3 separate regions of the Mus musculus genome follow, and all the other regions are linked to region 3. The links are chromatin contacts, called in public Hi-C maps. All regions are on one chromosome and are shown on one strand. The core of a region is the stretch at or near the end of the contact, and the rest is flanking DNA. Distances in the headings are between cores, read along the strand shown. Region 1 has its middle 260 kb from the start of Rasa1. Region 2 holds the start of Rasa1 (RAS p21 protein activator 1). Region 3 has its middle 130 kb from the start of Rasa1.

Region 1 (4,691 bases), core at 964-3,463, 130 kb before region 3:
CTGTTGGTTTCTACCATAAAGCTGAATGACATTTTAATTGTGTTGTTTCTAATACACGGTCTGGTTTAAGCTTATTCTTGAGCTTTAGAAGTCTTGATTACATTTTATATTTCTTTACTTATTTAAAATCTTTATTTCATCATCATCTTATAAAATCCATTGCACATGTTTTATAACATTCATTATTTCAAGATTTTTGCACTGTAAGTACTCATTATTATTACATAGAGAAGTAACGAGTCTTATATATATAACTGATATACTGAAACCCTGCTAAACTAACCTAATGATTTGAAATATCCTTTAAATTCCTTGGGATCATCAGCATATGGTACGGGGTTTCTATGAGCAATACAGTACAGCTTCACTTTCTCCTTCCCTATTCGCATCCCCCATAAACTGCTAAGGCTGTGTGTTATTGCTGTATAAGAATTCTGACTTTAGTTACTAAATATTATGTGCACAAGACATAGCAATTTTTGTCGCAGTTTTCCTTCATTCCTAATTTTATGACAGAAGTTTTTTAGATTTAGTTTTAATTATCTGTTGGTTAAATGCAACTAATTATATTCATGTGTCTGTGTCTCCATGTCACTTTTAATCATCTCTGCCTTCACCATAATTGTCCATATCATCTAAAATCTCAAATTTATTATCATAATATTGTTAATAGTCCTTTCATCCTTTTAAAGTCTATAAAATCTACAATTGTTTCTGTTCTATTTCTGACACTGGCAAATTATTTTCTTTCCAGTTTTGTTATAAAAGACATCATCTTCATTCATTTTTTAAAAATTAAACAGCTTTTAAGCTCATCAATTTAATGTTTTTCTACTCCTTACATTTCTACTTTTATTTTTATTCTTCTTTTGGGCTGAGTTTTATCTTCTTAGGTTTCAATATGCAAGTTTAAGTCAACGTTTATTTTATTAACTCAGTTGCATAAAACTTTCCCTCACTTTACTGTTTAGCTATGTCTCATCCATTTATTATTTAAATACAACTATTATTTACTAAGTGAACAAAATACTAATAATGTATTATCCTCTTGACTACTACCAATAACTGTTATGTTCAATTTTGCAATAAAAATTTTGGTTTTAAGTTGTAAATGTCCATCAAATCATAAAGCATGCATATATGTTAATTGATATATGTTAATTAATGTTTGTACAGACTAGAGCACCCAATCCCAGGAAAAATCCAGTAGAGAAAACCTCTCCCATTAATATCAAAGTGGTGTAACAATAATGATTCTACCATTTCTTCAAAATGTTGGCTTCGTTTGCTTTGAGTACAGACCTACCGCAGGATTACAAAACCATATGGCGATTAGATTTCTTTTTTTTTTTTCTTTTGAACAGCCATACTATTTTCCATAATGATTGAATTATTTTACAGTTCTACCAGTGTATGCAGATTCATTTTCACTATTTCTTTGAATGTTTGAGACTTTTAGACTTTTCTGTGTTTACCTGTCTTGCTAGAGAAAGTAGTATTTCATTATATACCTGCTGAGATCATCGCAGAGGTTTTGTCTGCTCTATAAGTGAATAGCTTGATTTGACCTCCTTGCATCCCTGAGATAAATCCCCCTTGAGCCTAGGGAATAATCTTTATATTCTGTTGGAATCAGGTTGCTTGTATTTTCGGGGGGATTTTTGCATCTATGTTCACCAAGGTGACAGGCCTATGGTAGAATTTGTTGATGTTGATGTGTCTGGTATTGATGGTACCATATTTACTATTGACCTCATAGAATGTGATTGGAGAAATTCTCCTCCTAACTTTTGGAATAATAAAGAGTTGCTATGAATTAATCTTTAAATATTTTATTTGTGCCAACAAAAATGCTGATTATGAGATGATCTTCAGTGGAAGACTTTTATTACTGATTCACTCTTATTACTCAGTGTTGAGTTGCTGACATTTTTTGTTTCCTCATTTCAGTCTTGGTAATGTATTCATTAATTTCTCCATTTTTCTAGGTTGTCAAATTTCTTTGGATGTAGGTTGACCACAGCACTCTCTAATCGTTCCTTGTATTTCTGTAGTACCACATCTAACATCTCTCTGTTGACTCTAGATATGTTTTCTGTGTCCTCTGCCTTTCTAAAGAACCAGTTCTTTCAATAGTCATTTGTGTTGTTCTTGTTTTCAATTTTTACTGCTTTTAGTCTCAATTGCATTTGTTACTTCCCTAATCTTTATAAAGTCTGCCATTCTGCTGACTGGTGTTTTGTTTGTTCTTTCTTGCCTAGTTTCCTGAGACACAGTAATAGTGTATATAGTTTTCCGACTCTTTAAGGAAGTCACTGTAGTAACCTCCACCCGCATTTTACTGCATTTTGCAATTATCCCATTGTAACTTCACTGCCATTTGACTTAAGAAAACTTTTTAATTCACTTTTGATTTATTCCCTGTTTAACTGGTCGTTATAGAGTAAGTTATTCTATTCCATACATTTTAACTGTTTCCAAAAGTTTTTCATGTTTTTGATTTCTAACTTTATTGTATTTGTGATTAATAAAATTATGATTTCAATTCTTCAAGTTTTTGAGACGTGTTCTGTAACCTGTTCTAAATATGCTTTTTGTGCTGAGAAGAACATGTATTTTGCAATTACTGGATGAAATTTCTGTGAATAAATGCTAGCTTTTGTTGTTGTTGTTGTTGTTGTTGTTGTTGTTGTTGTTGTTGCTGCTGCTGCTGTTGTTGATAAAGGGTACAAAATAACTTTGGTGTTTCCTTGTTGATTTTATTAAACTAATAAAAACTTGACTCTTGTATTCAGCCCCTTGCCAGACTTGGACATTATGGTCAAACCTAAACATAACACTAGACCAAGAAACTGTTACATTTATATTTTTTTCATGGTCTTTACACTGAAGACATAAATGCTTTATGCTCTGTACTTTAATATTATGTCATTCTGAATTTGTTTTTGTTGGTACATGCTGTATCAGAACTTATAGAGAGGTCCTGAAGGTTCTTTGTTTTTGTTTTTGTTTTTTTTTCTATTGACTTCTACAAATAAAGTGGAATTTGGCACCTTCCACTATTTCTTCTTACTCATTCACATCTTTCTGCAATTTTCAGGTCTTCTTTTAGCATTTTTTTTCTAGTACACATCTGGTATATATTCACTTAGCTTCTTCTTTTTATCTGTGAAGGTTTTATCTCTTCATTTTTTTTAATTGGCTTAGTGCTGTTCTTTACTGGACTTTTTCTTTTTTTAATTTTTTATTAGGTATTTTCCTCATTTACATTTCCAATGCTATCCCAAAAGTCCCCCACTCACCCACCCCACTCCCCTACCCCCCCCACCCCTTTTTGGCCCTGGCGTTCCCCTGTACTGGGGCATATAAAGTTTGCAAGTCCAATGGGCCTCTCTTTCCAGTGATGGCCAACTAGGCCATCTTCTGATACATATGCAACTAGAGACAAGAGCTCCGGGGTACTGGTTAGTTCATAATGTTGTTCCACCTATAGGGTTGCAGAACCCTTTAGCTCCTTGGGTGCTTTCTCTAGCTCCTCCATTGGGGGCCCTGTGATCCATCCAATAGCTGACTGTGAGCATCCACTTCTGGACTTTTTCTTTTCTTCTTTTTTATCCAGTGTTGTGAAAATGTTATACACTCCCTCCTAGCATACAAGGTTATGACTGAAAAGCCTGAAGCCAGGTTACCTGGAAAACGACTGTATGTTTTGGGTTTTTTTTTCCTGGTTTTCTTGCAGCCTTAAAAACTGTCTTTTCCTTTCATCACTGTGAGTTTGATTATATTTGCCATAGGCCTAGTTCGATTCCAACTGTCTAACATCCCTATACTGTGTATTTGCTTCCTTCTGTAGGTTTGAAATTTTCTGCATATAAATTAATTGACTAGTTTCTCTCTCATCCACCTTTTTATGTACCTCCCAAATATTACTAACCAAATGGTAAATCTTTTGCTATTAATCACAGATTCTACTTATTCCTAATCATTCTTTTACTACTTTGAGTACACATTGTCACCTGCCTTGTCTATGGGCTCATTAATTCTCTCTCCTGTCTTATCTCTTCTGCTACTGCTGTCTTCTAACACACTTTAAATCGTTGCTTAGTGTAGGTTTTATCCCAAGGATTTCTACCTGATTTTCATTGCTTCTATTTCACAAAGGTTTTGGTTGTTCCTGCTGTTTTCTCTTCAGCATTGTGTTTGACCTTGAGACTGAGGAGGACAAGGTGAAAAGTGACTTTCCTTTGTAAGCACTTCTGATTATACAAAAGTTGGATGGCATGTCCATGAACACCATATGGAATACTCTACTTAAACCATCTTTTCCAGCCTCCTTTAGTCTGGTTTTGTGCTTGTCTTTAAAGAAATTGTAAACAGACTTCTTTTCTTTGCACTAGTAGACACATGCACTATTTCACCATGGGGCAGCATCCAGGCCCATAAGTGTGGGGAGTTGCTATTGGGTCACTGTCACTATTTCAGCACTAGTTGACAATACAAGCCCACCACAAACCCAAGTTTATCACAAATTGACAGGCATGTTAATGGAGAACCGGGAGGCTTGCTGAAGAACTAATTCATTCCAGGAGTCTTTCATAAGACTAAGATTCAAATGCCTCTTTCACAGCCACCAATGTGTGATGAAGCACTGTGGCGATCTGCAAATGGCAAATTCAATATAGATGAACCAG
Region 2 (4,829 bases), core at 2,203-4,702, 130 kb after region 3:
CTGATTATCTCTAGTGGTACCTGTCCTGGCTACATCTGACTGGAGCCTGTCCTTCCTGTGATCCTGGTTGTGTTAGAACTCTTCAAAGTCAAGCTCTTTCTGTGATCCTGTGATCCTGAGATCCTGAGATCCTGGGTGTGTCCAAGCTCCTAGGAGTCAAGCTGCCTCTGGGACCCTGAGATTCTAGTGTGACCAAGCTCCTGGGATCCTGGGCATATTAGAGCGCCTGGGATTGGAGCTTCCTCTAGGTGTTGTGGGACTGGCTGCACAGTTTGTGCCCAAGGTCTGCTCAGGGCACAGGCCCAGACAGACCGGAAAGAACCCATGCCACTGGTCTGGCCCAAGGCAAGTCTTATAAAGGACAACATTTAATTGGGGCTGGCTTACAGGTTCAGAGTTTCAGTCCATTATCATTAAGGTGGGAGTGTGGCAGCATCCAGGCAGGCATGGTGCAGACAGAGCTGAGAGTTTTTCATCTGAAGGCTGCCAGTGGGAGACTAATATTTCCATTTCCTAAATAAAAATTGTCCTTCAGTTTTTACTCATGAAGCTTCAAGAAGTTTATTTGCATCAGGGAATTTAGGAGGTTATAAGAAGATGACACAGAAGCACAACATGAAATAGAAATTAGCAGGAAAAAAAAGTAAGAGAAGTAGAAAAAGAAAAGAGGCCAAAGAGAAAACTAAATGAATTAGGAACATTAGTTTTGGGTATACTAAAAGGACACAAACCATAAAAGATAACAGAGATCAAGAAAGTGTGTGGGCTAAAGAGATGGTTTAACAGGTGAGGGCAATGGTTGCTCTTCTAGAGGACCTAGGTTAAATTCCCAGCACCCACATGGCAGCTAACAACCATCTTCAATTCCAGTGTCTGAAGTTCACTTCTGGCCTCCATGGAAAATGCACAATGTATTCTTCTGGACTCAGCAGAGAATGCATACACATGATACACAGACATACATGTGGGTAAAACACTCATGCAAATAAATTCCTTTAAAAGTGTGTAAGCAGTAGTAAAAGAAAAAAGGACAGATTTTCCTGGAACTTCAAATAAGAAATTATATTATATCACCTACACACACACACACACACACACACACACACACACACACACACACAGGGCCATGCATGCAACACATATACAGACTTTTCAAATAGACTTATTATTTCCTTCCTGCTGATAAGAAATTAATTTCCAAAGATGTGCAATGATATAATATAATGTTTATGCTTTTAAAGAAAGGTGCTATGTTAAAGGCAGCAAGCAGAACTGAGCTAGAAAAAAAAAGATGGACGATGAGTTGTTTCTGCAGTGAAGATTTCTAATTATACATATTTAAAAGTAACTGGGAGACAATATGTGTCTAAGAGGTATCAGGCTGTATTAAATGTGGATATTTGAGTGCTACCTAATTTTGGGAAAAGGAGAAGGCAAGTTTGTGATTGGAATTGGGAGCCTGACCTGAATTTTCAGGAACAGGGCATAGAAAAAATTGAGAAGATTGATAAATAGAGGTGGTGATAGATAACCAAACAGTCATTTCAAAGACCTGAATTCTAACTCGGATGGTTGATATGAAGTTGGGGTGTTGCACTTGTGGCTCATGAACTAAACAGTAGTTGGGACTTTAGAGTACATTTAAAAGAAAATCTGCTCTAAGGAGGCTGCTGTAAGAAGCAGCATTTCGTTTTGATTTTAGCGATTATGAATCTGCTTCATTTTGTTCTCCTTTGCTAGCTGGTTTAGAATACAGACCTTAGCAAACCAATACCCACATTTTACCCATCCACCGAATGAATGATACCTGTTCTTTTTACAGCTTTTCAAGTTTCTGTATATTGCCTCCTTAATTAGTATACTATGTTATAGCACAGTAGTACTCAAATTAAGTGTGTCAAAAATCACTGGAAGGACTCATTTAAACACAAATGGTGCATTTTCTGATTCAGAAATTCTCAGATAAAAATTTCTTTTACACCTAATTGGTCAGTTTAACGCTGACTTCTAGCTCCCTTATACAATTTACTTTCACTTTCTCAGCTGACACTTTGCACAAGAGGCAAGCACTACTACTGTTGAAATCAGTTTGATTGTTATAGATTGGGTATACAGGAATATGGAAATGTCCTGTCTGTACTTTGTCATTTCCCTTAATGGTACTCCTTCCCTCTTTCCCTGGTATTCTATCTCAGCCTCTTGCTATTCTCAGCAAGTTAGCTTGGTCAAACTTAATAGAGAAAGTATTATCAATAATCAGTTGCATTCAATGTGACACTTTCCAGGGAGAACAGAAAAGCTAGTACAGTACATGAACCCTAAAGGGCAAATTTCTAACACGGATAAATTTCAAGCAACCAGCATGATCTCTCTATATGAATGGCTGCTTATATACTATCTGCTTTCATATTAGCAAACTATAGATTCAAGGGTGCCACATACAAAAATATCTGGAAAAAATTCCACCTGCATAAATTTTTGTCATTATTCTAATAATAACAAAATAAATGATATTTAGATTATATTAAGAGTTGTGGATAAGCTAGAGATGATTTACTGTGTAAATGGGAAAATGTGCCCAAATTATTTAAGATAATAATTTTGTAACTCAACAGGCCCCTGGAACCTATCCCCAGGGAACATGAAAAGATAATTCTAACAGTTGAGTATGTGTTTATGAATTTATATATACACACAAGTACGGGAAATAAAACTTTTTCCTAGGGTTCATAAAGGGTGACATTGATCTGTCAAAGTTTAGACATGTAGTGTGTCTTTGGTATGTGTTGCAGATTTTTGCATACAAACTAGGACAAAATATATTGGTTTATGACTTCGGTGGCACTTTTCCTCTAAATACTACATTCCTTCTCTGACAGCCAAACATGTGAGGGAGACATTCGGTGAAGAGAACTTATGTATATAATGGTAGCATTGACTTCTACCTTCATACTCTCCATGGCTTCTTTCAACCGTTGTTTTCTCAGGTCCAAGGATCTAGGCTTAAATTATTTCACCTAAGTTATACGGTGATTTATAGCATGCGACGGAAAGGAATAAACTATGAATACTGTTTTGATTTTTGTTGCCGACTGTACGGGCAGCTAAGGCCATTTTTCTACAAGTTACAAAGCAGTGAATGGACTTCCTGGCGTCATCCTTTCCTTCTCATCGCCCCCTCGTCCCTCCAGTCCCTCGGGCCTGGAGATGAGCTATCTTCCTTCTCTCCCTGTAAACAAAGCCGTGAGAGGTAGGCCTGCACCGAGCCCGGTGGCGTGGAGGGACGGCCGCACCACACGTCCCGCACCCTTCAGTGGGAAGCTGTGCCACGCCTCCGCGCGCGCCCGCCGCTTCCTGCCCAGGCTGCTTTTCCTTCTCCTCTGTCCGGACGCGCTCCCGGAAGGCGCCTGCGCAGAAGCCCCCGCTCCGCCCCTCCCTTCTTCCCGGCCCCGCCCTTCTTTCTCTCCCGGGTTTCGCTCCGGAGAGCCGCAGGTAGCCCGCAGCGGAGTCGGGCTCTGCGGGCCCGCCCCCTTCCTCGGCCCCGCCCACTGCTCCCGACTCCAGCCGGCGGAGATGAGGCTACGGTGGCTCTGGCATAGGCAGCCCCACTGGTGGCTGCGGTGGGGGCGGCCGGAACCCGGGCGTTGAGGCGCGGCGGCGGCGGCGGCCGAGGCGGCGCTGCCTCAGCCGCTGCAGCGGGCTTCCCTTCCTCTTTAGCGTAGCCAGGAAGTTTGGCGCCCCTGTGCATGTGTGCGCGTGAGTGTGGGTGTGCGCGGCGAGGTTTGCCTAGCGTTTCTGCAGGCGCTGGGTTTTTTGCCCGCGTCGCTTCCCGTAAGCCAGCCAGCAGCCGCGGAGCTTGGGGCTGTGGCCCGGGGAGGGGGCGCGGCGGCGGGCGCTCTCCTTTTGTTGTTGTTTCCTCTGCCTGGAGAGCTGAAGGGGGACGCGCCTGGGTGGGGCGGCTCGCAGCCCGGGCCTGCTGGCCCCCGGGGCTCCCGGGCGGCAGGGTAGCTAGAGGAGAGCGGGCTTCAACATGATGGCGGCCGAGGCGGGCAGTGAGGAAGGCGGCCCTGCGACGGCGGGCCCCGGCGGCGGCGCGGCCACGGGCTCCAGCGCCTACTCGGCAGCGTGCCGGGTCAAGTTACCCGCGGCCCTGCCGGTGGCAGCCGCCCCGTGTCCCGGGCTGGCGGACGCCGACTTGGTTGCGGCCCTCGGTGGCGGAGCCGCGTCGGGGTCCGGGTTCCTGGGGACCGGGCCGGTGGCCGGTGTCTTGGGGGGCGCCGCGCTGACCGGCAGTGCTGCTGCTGGCGTGGCTGGTGCTGCGGCCGCCGGACCTGCGGGAGACGTCGCTTTCACCAAGGGGACTCTGTCTTTGCCTGCTGAGACGCTCGGGCCGGGCGGCGGATTCCCTCCTCTGCCGCCGCCTCCTCAGCTGCCCCCTTTGGGCTCCGGTTTGGGGACCGTGGATGAAGGTGACTCCCTGGATGGACCAGAATACGAAGAGGAAGAGGTGGCCATACCGCTGACCGCACCTCCCACTAACCAGTAAGTCAAACTGCTGTTGAGGGATTGTGGAAGCTGGCTCCGTGTAAGAAGTGGGAAAGAAGGGGCAACGACACATACCGTGCTCCTGCCGCTGTGATTTGTTTGACAAGTTTTGAAGTTTCAGGTTCCATATATAGGGATTTAATTTGATCAGTCATTTTCCCCTACAGGCACTCTTCCTGGCGTCTTCGTATGTTTATTGCTCTTTTGGGAAGACGTAAAAGTTTTTAAGATGGGAAGCATGGGAAACTGTATTCAGTGGGAACCGGATATGGTTCTGCCCCTTC
Region 3 (4,867 bases), core at 771-3,270:
ACCAACAGGGTTTCCTGACAGGGAACAGTGTAGAGAGCTGGAGCAGATAGCAGACTGCATTCCATGCTTTCATAACAGGACAAAGAAAAGGTTGTCAGCAATGATATATTCACTCCCAATCTTAACTCTTCAAAATAAAGTGGCAAATAACACATACTGGCACTACATTTGAGGCAACTATCTTTACAAAAAAATTGCTCTCTTGCCAGGCCTTGCCTTTAATCTGATCACTCAGGAGGCAGTGACTGACCAAGTTGGAATAGTCAAAAAGGAAAAGAAAAGACAAGAGAAAGAACAAGTGAAAGAATGTGCTAGCTGGGTTTAACTGTCAACATCACATAGTCTAGAATGACCTATGCAGGGGGTTTCAGTGAGGGATTTTGATTAGGTCTGTGAGGTTTGCTTGTAAGCACTGATTGTCAAGTTGAGATGGGAAGACTCACCTACCTTAGGTCCATTCTCTTGTCGGATTATCTGGATTGTGTAAGAACAGAGAAAACCAGATCATCACTAGCATGTCTGTATCCACCGCTTTCCCTTTCTGATCATAAAAGTGTATAACCAACTCCCCTAACCTCTTGCTGCTGTGACATCCCTACTATGATGGACTATAATATGGAACTGTGGCCTGAAATAAACTTTTTATCCCCTAAGTTGCTTTTGTAGAAGAGAAAAATCAAAAGTAAGGAAGAAATGAATGGGCAGGCAGAGAGGAGGGGAGACAGGGAGGTAGGGAGGGATGTAGGGAAAGAATCAGAGGCAGAGGGCAGTTGAGGTGCTTTGCTAATTCTCTAGCATACATGCATATTTAACCTACTATATAAGATAATTATTACTGTATATTAACAGTTGTAACTGAAACTGGTGGATTTATCTTTGAGAACATTTTATTGTCCTTTCTGCACAGATTTCTTCAGTGACTTTTTTCCTGTCAATGTCTTTTTCTCTAATTTTTTTCTACTCATTATCAAGGGATATGATATATGGAGCGTTCATTAGTATCACTTGCTGATTACTCAGCACTGAAATTTTATGTCAGGACATTAGTGTTGGCATCAGGACCTCTGAAACCTATGACATCACATAGGCAACACCGTGACCTGCAGACCTGTTGCCAAGACAACAGGCACCATATTTCCAGAATTCACTTGGCTCACCTCCCACCTTTACTTGCATTACATCATTTTTCGTATAAATAAGGGGAGTGCCTTTCCCCCTCCTCTCTTTCTCCCTTCTCCTTCTGCTGCCACCTTCCTCCCCCCACCCCCACCCCTCTCTCTCCCAATAAACCTCTCAGGTATGGGTGGAACTGTTTGGGCTCAGTGTGCTGTGTTCAGATGTGAGCCACTATTTTAACACATCAATTAGACGAGCAAATTATCTACCAGAGCCAAAGGTAGGAGAGTATGAAATGGTTATTCCTGACTATTAACTTGATTGACTGAGGGAAGTCTAGTTACATACCTCTGGTGTGTCTGGGGGTTCTTGGCAACTAAATCCAAAAGACTCTAACTCAATCTCGTGGATGATTCTATTAATAGACTCAAAATATAAATAGAATGAGAGTTTCTAGAGTCCATCATGGGCCCAACAAATGATCCCCAGCAATGGTGAACTCCTCAGTAACACTCACTCATCTGGATCTCTCCTCTACCCTCTCTCTCTCTCTTCCTCCCTCCCTCCTTCTCTCTCTCCACCTTTTCTGGAGTTGATCTCCCAAAATAAGTTGATACTTATTTTCATTCTATTTCTTAGGAACCAAGTTAAGACATCCAATCTTCATCCAATCTTTATTCAAGAACATTTATTTCTCTTACCATCAGATGTAAGAAGGTCAATAGGCAATGAGCACCAAATATGAATCTTGAGAGAGTAAGTGAATATTTTCATGTACAGAGGTATACTTTGCATTCCCTTGAATTTTTCACACTAAAGACCACATCCTTCCTCTTCTCCTCCAAGCAGCTCTTGTCACAATTGCTCATCCCTGGCTTCCAGATGAATCATATACTGATGATTAAGCCTTGCACAACATTTTCTTTATTTTTATCAATTAAGGCTTGGCTTTCTCATTCTTTTGGCACCCTAACCTCAGTCTGAATTGGTCAACTTGAATATCAGAACTTTTCTTTTTCTCTCCCATTTCTGTTATATACTTTGACCTCCCCTTCATCACGAAGTCATATTTCACTTAATAATATCTTTCTACTTTTTCTATTCTTGAAACTCTTTTATTCATCTGGATACTTTCTCTAATGAAGCAAAAAGTAATTTCCCAATATTTGGCCACTTTAAAAATGTTTCCTTCCAGTTATAATATTAAAATATTAAATTTAATTCACAAATAATTGCATGATAAAGAATCTTATCTTTTTTCTAAATTAGTAATTACGGCTCTTTGTAAGTAAATGTATGGTATTTTCTATTGGTCCATTCTATTTATCCCACAGTCACACAAAAAAGAATCAGAGGTATTTACTTCATGTCTTGTTATTCACTTGTATGAACTTGTATAGTAGTCAAACTTCTAAGTAACTCCTCATCTTTGAACAACCATATGCTTATATTTTCCTGATCTTAATTATAATTAATTATAATGCATTATTTCAAATAATACAATTTATGGGCAATATACACAGTGACTTAGACTTATGGAAAATTTATTATAAAACATTTTTTTCTTTGAGCCTGGCGAGATGGCTCAGTAATTTAGAGTGCTATCTTCTCCTACAGAGGACCCAGATTCTCTTCCCAGTACCCACATAATCATTCACAAACATCAATAACTCCTTTTCCAGGGGATCTTAATTCTTTTTCTGTCCCCCTCAGGCACCAGGCACTCACGTGGCATATATATGCATATATATGCAGGCAAACACTCATAGAAATAAAATATGTTAAAGAAATATTTCTCTAGATAAATAGCTTTTTACCGGGCAAATATTCCAATGGCTCATCTCTCCGGCAATATTTCTGCTTGCTCCAGTAACATTTTCCTTACTGTGTGAGCATTCTAGGCATCCTGACAAGGCTGTCTAGTCCATTCAAATGTCACAATGGGACCTGCAAAAACTGTCTCTCTAAAAATCATGTTATTTTTACATGGGAGTCTTTCAGAATTGGGTATGTTTTGCTTTTTTTGTTTGTTTGTCGAACCCAAAAGTAGCTTCTTACTTTTACTGGGGTTTCCTAGAAGAAGATACTGTTGACACCAACCAACTACCATCCACAAAACCCTGACATTATAGAGTAGCTAACCCTGTCAAGAATGGTAAACCCTGTAAATACTGTTAACTGACATATTGTTTTCATTCTAAATGTATCTTCTCTGTAGTATTGGAGGCCTTTATACCAGAAATTATGATTTGAAAATATTCCAGTTCAATACACCAGGACCAAAGCCAACAATTTAAGGGAGACAAGATGTAAGTCTGTTTTGTTCCAGCAGTGTTATCAAAATATGATAGATTTGGAATATAAGTGATCAAATTGAACTGTACACAAATGGATAGAATCATTAATTTGAATACATATCATTATTTGCCTTTCACAAATCAAAAAGACTTAAATATCAAGAATTGTACTTCCTTCTCTGTGAGTTTGTTGCTCTAAATGACAGAAAGAATAACCATCTGTGACTTTCTTGTTCCACATAACAGGAACAACTTATGTCCTCAGAAATAATCATTCAAAACAACTCCCAAATGATATATTTTGAGTAAATCATTTACTTAGAACTCTTCACTAAGTTTTTCTAGCCATGTGTAGTTAGATATTTGTAGACGAAATAAGAACTGTGCCACTTGAGGCTAAATATTGAAACAAGAGCAAAGAGTTAAACAGATATATGTACCTTAAGAATAAAGTGCATCCCAAGAAAAGCCAAGCTCAAATGGTAAATACACTAAAGAATCAGCATCGGACACACACTGTCCCTTTGCCTACATAGGAAGGATTCTTACTGCTCAACTGAGTAGAAATGTGGCCTTTGGATGTTAATTGCCAGACATAGAAAAGGCTATCCTGTAGGGACAACATTCAGTAAGCTGTTTATAATGTTCCTGTCTCTGAAAATCACTTGCAAAAGTCCCTAAAGTGTTTTTTACACTCTAGTTGAACTTGGCTTTTTGCAATCCCTTCGTGTCCTCAAGGATAAAAACAAAACAAAAGGCAGCTAGGAAACTGTACTATATCTCTTCCATTGTATATTGTCCTCCCACTTAAACTTTAATAGCACAGTGAGATAATAGCATTTTAAAAGATAGAAATAGCAAGATATAAAAGTATGCTAATATGAGAACTCAAATATATCAAAAATATGATAAAAGTCTTTACATTACTAGTGGTATTCCTGAATGCTATTTTCTAAAGCACTGCTCTCCTTAAAGGAAAGACAATTCAGAAAACCAAAAGCTATGCTGTAAGGAAAGTCTATGATAACTTGGAACAAAATGTCAAAACAGGAAGAAACTAAGCGGTCATTGCCCCAAACATCACTCAGTGGAGGATGTACATCCCTCCGTCCAATTTAACTCCTGAACCTGCCTCTCCAACTACACACAGGTAGTAATATCAACAGAGTAATTATAAAAGTTGCTCAATTTCCAGTCATAAAGTACAATACAGAATCTGAACAAAGGTAAATTATTCAATGCCATGAAACATGTTTATCAAAATTATAACCTCAATACTTACATAACAAATAAGGCAAGGGTGGGGAAGACATTGTAAGAACTAGCGCAAGGATTATGGTTGGGAAGAAAAATGCAAAAACGGTGATCTATTTCATGAAAAAGATAGTAAAGGCAACAAGGCTTAGGAATTAACTGAATATGCAAGATTTTGTCATAAAATCAATTTTGTAAGC

Evidence for each region. Hi-C and Micro-C count contacts between places; a contact is called where the count stands out from the background.
Region 1: a Hi-C map of bone marrow-derived macrophages shows a contact between it and region 3, with 4 times the contacts expected there. The contact joins two enhancer-like sites. A contact is called at or near these places in 1 of 15 datasets of contacts at CTCF or cohesin (pro-B cells) and 2 of 484 Hi-C or Micro-C datasets (Th17 cells and bone marrow-derived macrophages).
Region 2: a contact with region 3 is called in a Hi-C map of CD8 T cells, with 2.2 times the contacts expected there. The contact joins the promoter of Rasa1 here to the enhancer-like site in region 3. A contact is called at or near these places in 1 of 39 promoter capture datasets (macrophages), 12 of 484 Hi-C or Micro-C datasets (the C2C12 cell line, CD8 T cells, the MC38 cell line and 8 more), 3 of 115 datasets of contacts at active chromatin or transcription factors (the 230-238 cell line, bone marrow-derived macrophages and embryonic stem cells) and 3 of 9 other capture datasets (adipose tissue, liver and macrophages).

What each region holds. Positions count from the first base shown.
Region 1 is chr13:85,550,858-85,555,548 of GRCm38.p6, reverse strand. No RefSeq gene overlaps it. Among named protein-coding and RNA genes, the nearest start is that of Rasa1, 260 kb to the right of the region's middle. Within about 2 kb of position 2,213, at least 7 of the 459 cell types and tissues checked have an H3K27ac peak or open chromatin away from gene starts, as enhancers often do. A contact at or near this core is called in bone marrow-derived macrophages, where this site is marked.
Region 2 is chr13:85,288,109-85,292,937 of GRCm38.p6, reverse strand. Rasa1 (RAS p21 protein activator 1) reads left to right here and starts at 3,452. Exons shown (of 25, transcript NM_145452.3): 1 at 3,452-4,542. The coding sequence starts at 4,031.
Region 3 is chr13:85,416,009-85,420,875 of GRCm38.p6, reverse strand. No RefSeq gene overlaps it. Among named protein-coding and RNA genes, the nearest start is that of Rasa1, 130 kb to the right of the region's middle. Within about 2 kb of position 2,020, at least 18 of the 459 cell types and tissues checked have an H3K27ac peak or open chromatin away from gene starts, as enhancers often do. A contact at or near this core is called in the C2C12 cell line, CD8 T cells, adipose-derived mesenchymal stem cells and 2 more, where this site is marked.